Linked DNA regions of Mus musculus: all the other regions are linked to region 3. The links are chromatin contacts, called in public Hi-C maps. All regions are on one chromosome and are shown on one strand. Each heading gives the region's core, a stretch centred on a gene start, on an enhancer-like site or on the middle of the called end of the contact. The rest is flanking DNA. Distances are from core to core; before and after follow the strand shown. Region 1 has its middle 46 kb from the start of Gm30224. Region 2 overlaps Clic6 (chloride intracellular channel 6). Region 3 overlaps Runx1 (runt related transcription factor 1).

Evidence for each region. Hi-C and Micro-C count contacts between places; a contact is called where the count stands out from the background.
Region 1: a contact with region 3 is called in a Hi-C map of muscle stem cells, with 2.6 times the contacts expected there. The contact joins two enhancer-like sites. A contact is called at or near these places in 5 of 39 promoter capture datasets (the 3T3-L1 cell line, 3T3-L1-derived adipocytes, cancer-associated fibroblasts and 1 more), 2 of 15 datasets of contacts at CTCF or cohesin (both in the NIH/3T3 cell line), 17 of 484 Hi-C or Micro-C datasets (3T3-L1-derived adipocytes, the AtT-20 cell line, the BV-2 cell line and 11 more), 19 of 115 datasets of contacts at active chromatin or transcription factors (the SCID.adh cell line, bone marrow-derived macrophages, a colorectal cancer cell line and 12 more) and 2 of 9 other capture datasets (embryonic stem cells and pancreatic islet).
Region 2: a Hi-C map of the C2C12 cell line shows a contact between it and region 3, with 4 times the contacts expected there. The contact joins two enhancer-like sites. A contact is called at or near these places in 26 of 484 Hi-C or Micro-C datasets (B cells, the C2C12 cell line, the P5424 cell line and 14 more) and 16 of 115 datasets of contacts at active chromatin or transcription factors (the SCID.adh cell line, bone marrow-derived macrophages, craniofacial prominence and 8 more).

Annotation. Positions count from the first base shown.
Region 1 is chr16:92,549,044-92,551,743 of GRCm38.p6, forward strand. No RefSeq gene overlaps it. Among named protein-coding and RNA genes, the nearest start is that of Gm30224, 46 kb to the right of the region's middle. Within about 2 kb of position 1,343, at least 19 of the 459 cell types and tissues checked have an H3K27ac peak or open chromatin away from gene starts, as enhancers often do. A contact at or near this core is called in the C2C12 cell line, the HL-1 cell line, a colorectal cancer cell line and 1 more, where this site is marked.
Region 2 is chr16:92,523,569-92,526,268 of GRCm38.p6, forward strand. The region is part of intron 1 of Clic6 (chloride intracellular channel 6); the gene reads left to right. Among named protein-coding and RNA genes, the nearest start is that of Clic6, 27 kb to the left of the region's middle. Within about 2 kb of position 1,318, at least 7 of the 459 cell types and tissues checked have an H3K27ac peak or open chromatin away from gene starts, as enhancers often do. A contact at or near this core is called in the C2C12 cell line, where this site is marked.
Region 3 is chr16:92,683,311-92,686,010 of GRCm38.p6, forward strand. All of the region lies in intron 4 of Runx1 (runt related transcription factor 1), which reads right to left. Among named protein-coding and RNA genes, the nearest start is that of Gm30281, 78 kb to the right of the region's middle. Within about 2 kb of position 1,286, at least 32 of the 459 cell types and tissues checked have an H3K27ac peak or open chromatin away from gene starts, as enhancers often do. A contact at or near this core is called in the C2C12 cell line, the HL-1 cell line, a colorectal cancer cell line and 1 more, where this site is marked.

The DNA.
Region 1 (2,700 bases), core at 93-2,592, 130 kb before region 3:
TCTCCTTTAGTCCTCCCTGAATTCAGCTCAAAGGCAGTTACATAAATGAACAACAACACCACCACCACCATGGATAACAGCCAAGCCAAGGCTGCTCCTTTAGAAGAAAAGACCATTTTTAATAAAGAGCCTGGAAGATGCTGCACACAACTCTAAGGCCCAAATTCTTCCCTGTTCTCAGGTTTCATCCTCGAGATGGCTGGCTTTGTCAGCTTGTCACAGTCTAGAAGCACCTGGGAGGAGAGTCTCAGTGAGGGGTTGTGTGCTGGCTGGTTTTAGGTGTCAACTTGACACAGGCTAGAGTTATCACAGAGAAAGGAGTTTCAGTTGGGGAAATGCCTCCAAGAGATACAGCTGTGGGGCATTTTCTCAACTAGTGATCAAGTTGGGAGGGCCCCTGGTGGGTGGTACCATCCCTGGGCTTGGGTTCTATAAGAGAGCAGGCTGAGCAAGCCAGGGGAAGCAAGCCAGTAAGTAACATCCCTTCATGGCCTCTGCATCAGCTTCTGCTTCTTGACCTGCTTGAGTTTCAGTCCTGACTTCCTTTAGTGATGAACAGCAGTATGGAAGTGTAAGCTGAACAAACCCTTCTCCCCCTCCCCCCCAACTTGCTTCTTGGTCATGATGTTTGTGCAGGAATAGAAGCCCTGACTAAGACAGGTTGTGAGACCAGGGTGGCCTGTAGACATGTCTTTAGGACATTGTCTAGATTGTATCAAGACCCAGCCTAAAAGTGGGCAGTGCCATTCCTTGGCTTTGGGTCCTGAATAACCAAAGAGCAGGAAAGTGAACTGAGGCGCAGGTGTGCACATATCCACCCCCTGTCTGCTCCGTGCCGTGTGACTAATTGCTTCAAGCCCCATCCTTGACTTCTCCACACAATGGACTGGAGCTAGGAGCTGATTAAACCTTCTCTCTCTCTAAAAGTTGCTTCTGCCAGGGTGTTTTGTCATAGCAAAGGAAAGAAAGCAAAAGAGCTACCCGTGCACGCTTGGTAGTTTTGTAGTATGTGTTGTTTCAATGATTGGATTATCATTCAAACCAGTCACAGTCTTTCAAGTGGTGAGAGCTGTAAAGGCTATAAACTGGCTTCTCTGGGTTGCATTCTTGAATACGGGAAGTTGGAGGCCTTCAGCACTTATACCGAAGGGAAAGAAAACCTCTGTCAAAAATCAGAACACTAAGGTAGTGACCAGGCTCCTGTGGATAAGAGACAAGCAAGGCCTGCTTGTGCCATGGAAGGTCACAAGGGCAGATACAAACACAGACAGAAATCTGGTCCTCAGCCCCAAGGCTCTTGGTGCAGAGAGGGAGACTCAGTGTGTGTCATCTCTGAGATTTGTTTAAACAGCACTCTGTCTGGTTCTGTATGACACACACTTGTCTACACAGCTTGAGTAGCTACATCACCACTTCCCAACTTTTGGAAAAAAAAATCCCCTTCCAAGGACATGATGAACATTTCTCACTGGGAAAGGCCGGAAGGTGACCACCTTATAGCCTGCTTAGCTTGGTTTCCCTAGGAATCACATTCCAGTGAGAGATACCATCATTTGTGTAATAAAAATAATATTTTAAGCAGTATTGCCTACTCTCCTGATTCTTGGGATTTTATGTCCTGGGAGAACAATTAAATTTTGGTTTTGTAACAAAACTCAGCCAAGTTGGTTTTGTTCTCAGGCACGGTTTCCGTCGGTCCTGTTGGGCAACACAGCGGTCTCCTTGGTGAGAAATGAACGCATGGTCTCAGCCAGCGTCTTAACAGCTGACACGATGATGACCCTTATCAGGAAGCACCTTTTCTGGGGACCCTGGGGTACCCTGTTATTGTGTTTGCTATAGAGACACACATACTCCCAACTTGTCCTGAAAGCCAGACCCAAGAAAATGTTCCCTGTGTGTTTAGGCGTTAATTTGGTTTCCTAAGAACTTTCTAGAAAACAATAGTGACTTGATCTGAAATGGCTGAGATGGGGGAGGTGTTTAAATTTACCCCCAGGACATCTTGATAAAGAAAAGTGTCTCATCTTTCAGAGACATCTCGGGGTTGCCCTGTCTGGTTGGGCTGATTACATCACCTGTTGGCTTGGTAGCAGCGATCGCTTTTCTGAGAGATTCTTCCTGGCACTTCAGAGACGTCTGAAGATCCATTTCAGTTTTCATAGTGTGAATGACAGGGATGCTCATGGGTAAAATTTGAGCTGTGTTTGTACAAGGACCACCTCCAGGATGCCATCACCAAACCTCTAACACAGAGGTTGCTGTGGCACCTCTGTGCTTTCTGCCTGATAGGGGCTCCATGTCCCAGTAGTGACTCCCCACTATAGCGAGTGTTGCCCTTACTGTCTGGGATACAAGCTTGTCTTCCCAGGGTGCTCGATGGCAGCTGGCCAGTCTTGGCTGTCTTCCAAACTAACAACGACTAGGCCATTTAATTCTTACCTAAAACCCAGGGCAGCATTAATAGTTAACGCCTGAAGCTAATTTTTGTGGAACCATGCATTGCAGACAAGATCAGGAGAATGATGGTTCCCAGCAACCCAGCCCTCTCTTCCCATCTCCCCATCCCTCCCCGAGTCTTTCTGGGATTCTTTTTTACGGGCACATGTGTGTATGGCGGTATCAGTAACATCAAACAGATGTGGGTTCAGATCCACTCCCCATGAGATGGATGGAGAAGGAAGTTGAAGTAGATGAGAA
Region 2 (2,700 bases), core at 68-2,567, 160 kb before region 3:
AACTGGCTGGAGGTCTGTTTGTTTTGCTGTGAAGGACATTTGAATTTTCCCTGAGAGCAGGTAGAAGACAGGTGAGTTGTTGAGAGAGAGAAAAATCCATTTCCCTGAGGAGGACGTGGGTTGGCATGAAAATCACACTAATTGAGGCTGTTAAAAAGTACCCTAAATTCCATAATTGTCTGCTCCGATGGGCTTGGGTTTGGGAGCGTAAACGAAGGTGCTGTGGATAATGACAGTAATAGCTCCCTTTACTGGGCGCCCAGGGTGTTTAGGTATATCAGTGTTTTAATCCCTGTCCTCTACCCCTCCCCACTGTGTGTGTGTGTGCATGTGTGTCTAGGTGCACGTATGTGGGTGAGCACCTGTGAACATGTGTGTATGTGGCTGCTGTACTTCAGGGGCCATGCACATTTTTTTTTTAAAGACAGGATTTGTCACTGTCTGCAACTTTCCAGCTTGGCTGCCAGGGAGTCCCAGAGATCCCCTGGACTCCGCTCCACAGCACTGGAATGACGAGCACTGCCACCGTGCCTGGCTTTTAAGATGGATATGTGGATGACAGCGGATCAAACTATGGCCCCTGCACTCTCAAAGCATGAGCTTTACACAGAGACCCATGAGCTCAGCCCAGATCTTTGTCTTTAAAAATAGGGAAATGGTGCTGAAGGAGCAGAACCTACTGACTAGGGGATTATTCAACAGCAGAGCTGCAGTCTAACACTCCCCTGCCCCCCACCGACCCCTGCTTCTTTCACTATCTCTGAGACACTCGCTGTTGCTTAGAAATGGAGAAGTGAGGCTATGGAGATAGATGGTTCAGTGGGTAAAGTGCCTGCTAGGCAAACATGGGGACCTGGGGGCGGGTCCCCAATATCCATGTAAAAAGCTAGGCTCAAAAGTGCATATCTGGACTGTCAGCACTGTGGAATGGAGACAAGCAGATCTTAGGGGCTCAATCCCTGAGAGAAAGAAGAGAGAGAGAGAGAGAGAGAGAGAGAGAGAGAGAGAGAGAGAAAAGTAAATTCGGCTCACAAAGAGGACTGATTTTTTTTCCAACCCCCTGAATCATTGAAAATAAATACACCTCAGATTACAGCACTATAGCATGGGGCACCCCCCTTACACTAGGAGGCTGCGGCTATGGTGGCTTGGGGAAGATGCTTGTGGCCATCGCTTGAGCCTTTTGTCTTCCTCTTCTACCTCCTACTTGCTTTCCCCTCGGTAGATGTGACTCAGCGCGTCACATTGCTTTGCAGTGAATACGTGTGGGTTTTACATGGGCTAGAAGCTTCTGGGCCTGTGACACAACAGAAGGAGCAGGGAGGTCCCATGGGTGCTCCCACGGGTACAGGTCTCCAGCTCAGTAGAGTCACTGGAGGTAGTCTCCCAGTCACTGCCTGCGGATTCCTCTTTGCTAGCAATTTCTAGTGTCTGTGAAAATGACCTTGCACAAGGGACAGATGTGTCCCCTGGTTCCAGATACTCACAGAGGCCAGGCTTAGAGAGATTTCCGCCCTCCTCTAAAGACCCAGAAGGACAGTCCCCCATCTATCCCAAAAGGCCACCACTCAGGAGTGGGACCATCTGCTTGTTCTTACTGTCTCACAGAGCAGACACACAGTGGGGCTCAGGGTGGATTCTTGCCCATGTGTCCTGCCTCTCTGACCTCATGAGTGATGTGATCCCCCATGCGTTGCAGTAGAGGGGCTTGCCAGGGGCTGGTATGGAATACTGGACTTCTCAGCCTCTGAGGCTATGAGAAATGAGTTTCTTTGCATTACACTAGGAGGCTGTGAGCATCAGAGAGGTCCTTTGATTAAAAGAAGAAAGCTTACAGGCAGAAAACAATTCTATGAGTCTTGAGTAATGAATGCATGGTAGGTTAGCGGGGGAGGCTCTGGATTTTGGAGGCCTTGGAGCACAGAGGGGCTCTTCACTGCTGGGTTGTTGGTTGGCCGGACCCTTTCCTCTGACACCTTGCAGTCCCCTCAGTGGGTGCAGGCCACGGGCCAACAGTGGTACTTCCTCTCCAGGGTCAAGGCAGATGCGGCTTGCAAAGGCAGCGAGCGTCTGAGAGCAGGTCAAAGGTGTGCCTGCTCCGCTTTTGAGATGTGCCACATGGATGCCTTGGTGCATCCTGGAAGACAGACACCAGGCTGCTCTGACTTTTCACAGTGTCCAGGTCTCTACTGAAAATGAAAACGACAACAACAACAAGAAAAAAAACCACTCCCATTTCTCAAGCTCCTTAATTTGATTTAATCAGGAACGTGGACCTACAAAAACTTCCCCTGCAGCCTGAGCACCCTGCTGAGACATTTCAGCCCAGAGCGCAATTAGCCAGAGAGAATTGGGAAATAAAAGTCCGTAAGATAGAGCCTCCCAATTATGGGGACAGTGTCAGTTATTCACTCTGAATATATATGTATTTATCTCATCATCTTGTCGGGTTAATGATACAAGCAAGGCGATCCACTCCCATTATTGCTCAATAATGGACCGTGGAGATGGCGTATCTTCGCCTTTATTTTTGCTGGCACATCCTAGCACTGAAGCACATTAAAGTAATAAAATTAAGCAAGGCGTCCCTGTCCCTCCCACCATGTTCCCGTAACCCCCTCATTTACGGCAGACTAAGATAGAAAGAAAGTTTTAGAGCAATTTAAGATGAGGCAATGCTAGCTATGTAAATCCCGTTTT
Region 3 (2,700 bases), core at 36-2,535:
TCTTCTATAACTAGCCCTAGCCTACTTCCAGTACCAAAAAGAAGGTGAAGAAGAGGAAGAGGAAGAGGAAGAGGAGGAGGAGGAAGAGAAGGAGGAAGAGGAGGAAGAGAAGGAAGAAGAGGAGGAAGAGAAGGGGGAGGAAGAGAAGGAGGAGGAGGAGGGAGAAGAAGAAGAAGAAGAAGAAGAAGAAGAAGAAGAAGAAGAAGAAGAAGAAGAAGAAGAAGAAGAAGAAGAAGAAGAAGAAGAAAGAGCGAGCTAGCAGGTTGATTTGTTAGAACTATTCTCACTGAGTGGCTAGCTGGATCACTGTTTATGTCTATGATGCTGTCAAACAGGAAATTCTAAAAGTCACTCAACCATTATTCCTCTCACAGGTACTTTCTGATTGATAGTCTTTAGTCCTGACCAAAAAGGGCTGGCTCATAAGGAAAGCCTAGCTGCTGGGGAAGGGATGGAGGGGGCTCCATAGGAGGGCTGGAGGGCTGCTTCTGCCCCACATGGGAAAAATCCTGCGCATGCAAATAACCTCAGCTACAAAAAGCTACCTGCCGCCATGCCTGGCACTTTGTAAAGCCCGCTGGGGTAGAGCATGACACTACAGTTTCCATCAGGGACAGCGTCCAGCGGGCAGCTCCTGGTCCCTGCTGAGGCTCCGGCCACCCCACGCTTTAAGCTGGACAGGGAGAAGCTTGCTTGAGGAAAGTGTTGCTAACCCTCTTATTGTGGAATAAAGAGAAGGGGAAACCTGATCCTTACAGGCAGATTCTGAGTCAGTGCTGTTGGTTCTGGGGTGAAGCTTGTTGGCCTGCTGTGGAAAGGAAGTGTTTGCTAGGACCGGCCGGGGCTTGTTCTCTGAGGGGCCCAGGCTTCCCTTAGTTTTGTTGGCTTTTGCTTAGTTTTTATTTTTGTTTTGTACCATTTTATTTTTGTTTGTTTGTAGTTAAATCCGAAGAAAACAGACTTTACTACATGCGCTATTACAAACCGTGAACCAAAAAAAACAGAAAGAAAATGGAAGAAAAGTGGACATTGGATTTTAACATAGCGCACACCTTTTCCTTCTTCTTGTTCTCCCTAGGAGACCCAACAATCAGTTTCTAGTGCTTACATGGACTGCTCTCCGAGAAACATCCCTAGGGGTGGCAGTTGGATTTCTTCTTCCTCTATGAATTTGTGATCAAATAGAGAATGATATGAATCCTGTGATAACATCATGAGTCACTAAGACCAACTCTCCCGGAAAAGCCGCACACCAAGGCGGCCCTCCCTTTTTGGAGCGCCAGAACAGTTTATCCTTCCCGCAACGCGTCTCCACCACAGCCTTCCGCTCAGCCGAGAGAGACAACATCCCACACTGTACCCCAAATCACGTAAAAGCGGAATGGAAATGCTTAAAGAAACCGACACTACACAAATATGAAGGAGCCCAGACTGTGACGGGATAAATATTATGTCTGGGGGCGGGGAGGGGGGGGAGGAAGATGGGGGAGTGGGGTGGGGGTGGGGACATCAACAGTGAGAGTCCAGGAAGGAATTTCACTTCAGAAAAGCACAAACTGGGCAAGTTCTGAGCTGCCAGGATGTCAGCGTAAACAGCAGATTCCACTAAGAAAGGAGACCTGTTCCTGGCAAGCAGCAGACTACTGGTCTTCTGGGGATGTGCGTGCATGTCACTGCAGCCAGGACTGACAGTCACTAGGGAAGAGACTGCTCTGCCAATGGTGGCTTCGCTCCCACACAGACGATTACATCCAGCCATATGCCTAGTGGTCCACCGGATGCCTGCCCTGGCCTTTTAAATTGCTATACCTTCCTACCCTCTACCAACCAGGTCCTGAGTCTACAGATATCACCGCCATCCACACAACAGAGAAGCACAGGAAAATGTCAACCTTGTGGGTCCTCATGTATATTTATCTTCTGAGTATGGGCTGTGTTTAAGACTTGGCATTGAACTGACCCTCAGCAGTCCAAGACACGTTCCAGATTCGCACGTTTTAGTATCTGCACGTCCCAGGAAGATCCATAAACAATCCCGAAACTAAGCTGCACTATAGAAATCTGGGCCCGTGTGCATTTTTTTTTTTTTTTTGGACCTTAGGAAATCTTTGGGGGGATTTTCAGAATTATCTATGACAGCTTCCAGAGATTTAAAGAATCACCAACTTGGAACAAGTGAGCATTGGCTCTGGTCTCCCTCCTCACATTTGCCACACGGCTGTTGTCATGTTTGGTAGTTGCGTGATCTGTTTCCCTGTGACAGGCATCGTTAAAGCTAAGTTCACTGATGGATCAAGTCTTCGGCAGCTGGTGAAACACCCCAGCAGGAAATGGGTGTTTGCAGATGTCACTGCCAAGGTTTCTTAAATGTTTGTCACCTCACACCCCAGCTCATGGGAGCAAGTTACAGACCGAGAAAAAGGCTCAGCTAATTGACCTCCCTCATGAAAGAGATCTCTTTTTGACCCTGAACTCGGAGATGACTGATAATCTCAGGCCCTGTGACTAAAGCATGCATTGTTCTGGGCAGCCTCCTGAGCGCCCTCCTAATCTCTGGACTTCAGAGAGGGTCTCCCAAGATCCCGTCTGATTTTCACCCCACCCTAAACTCCCAACCGGGAGCAGCTATCTCTCCTTCCTTTGTAGAGCCCCACAGATAATCAACATGCAGATTGGGAATCAAAGGGAGAAACATTCCTA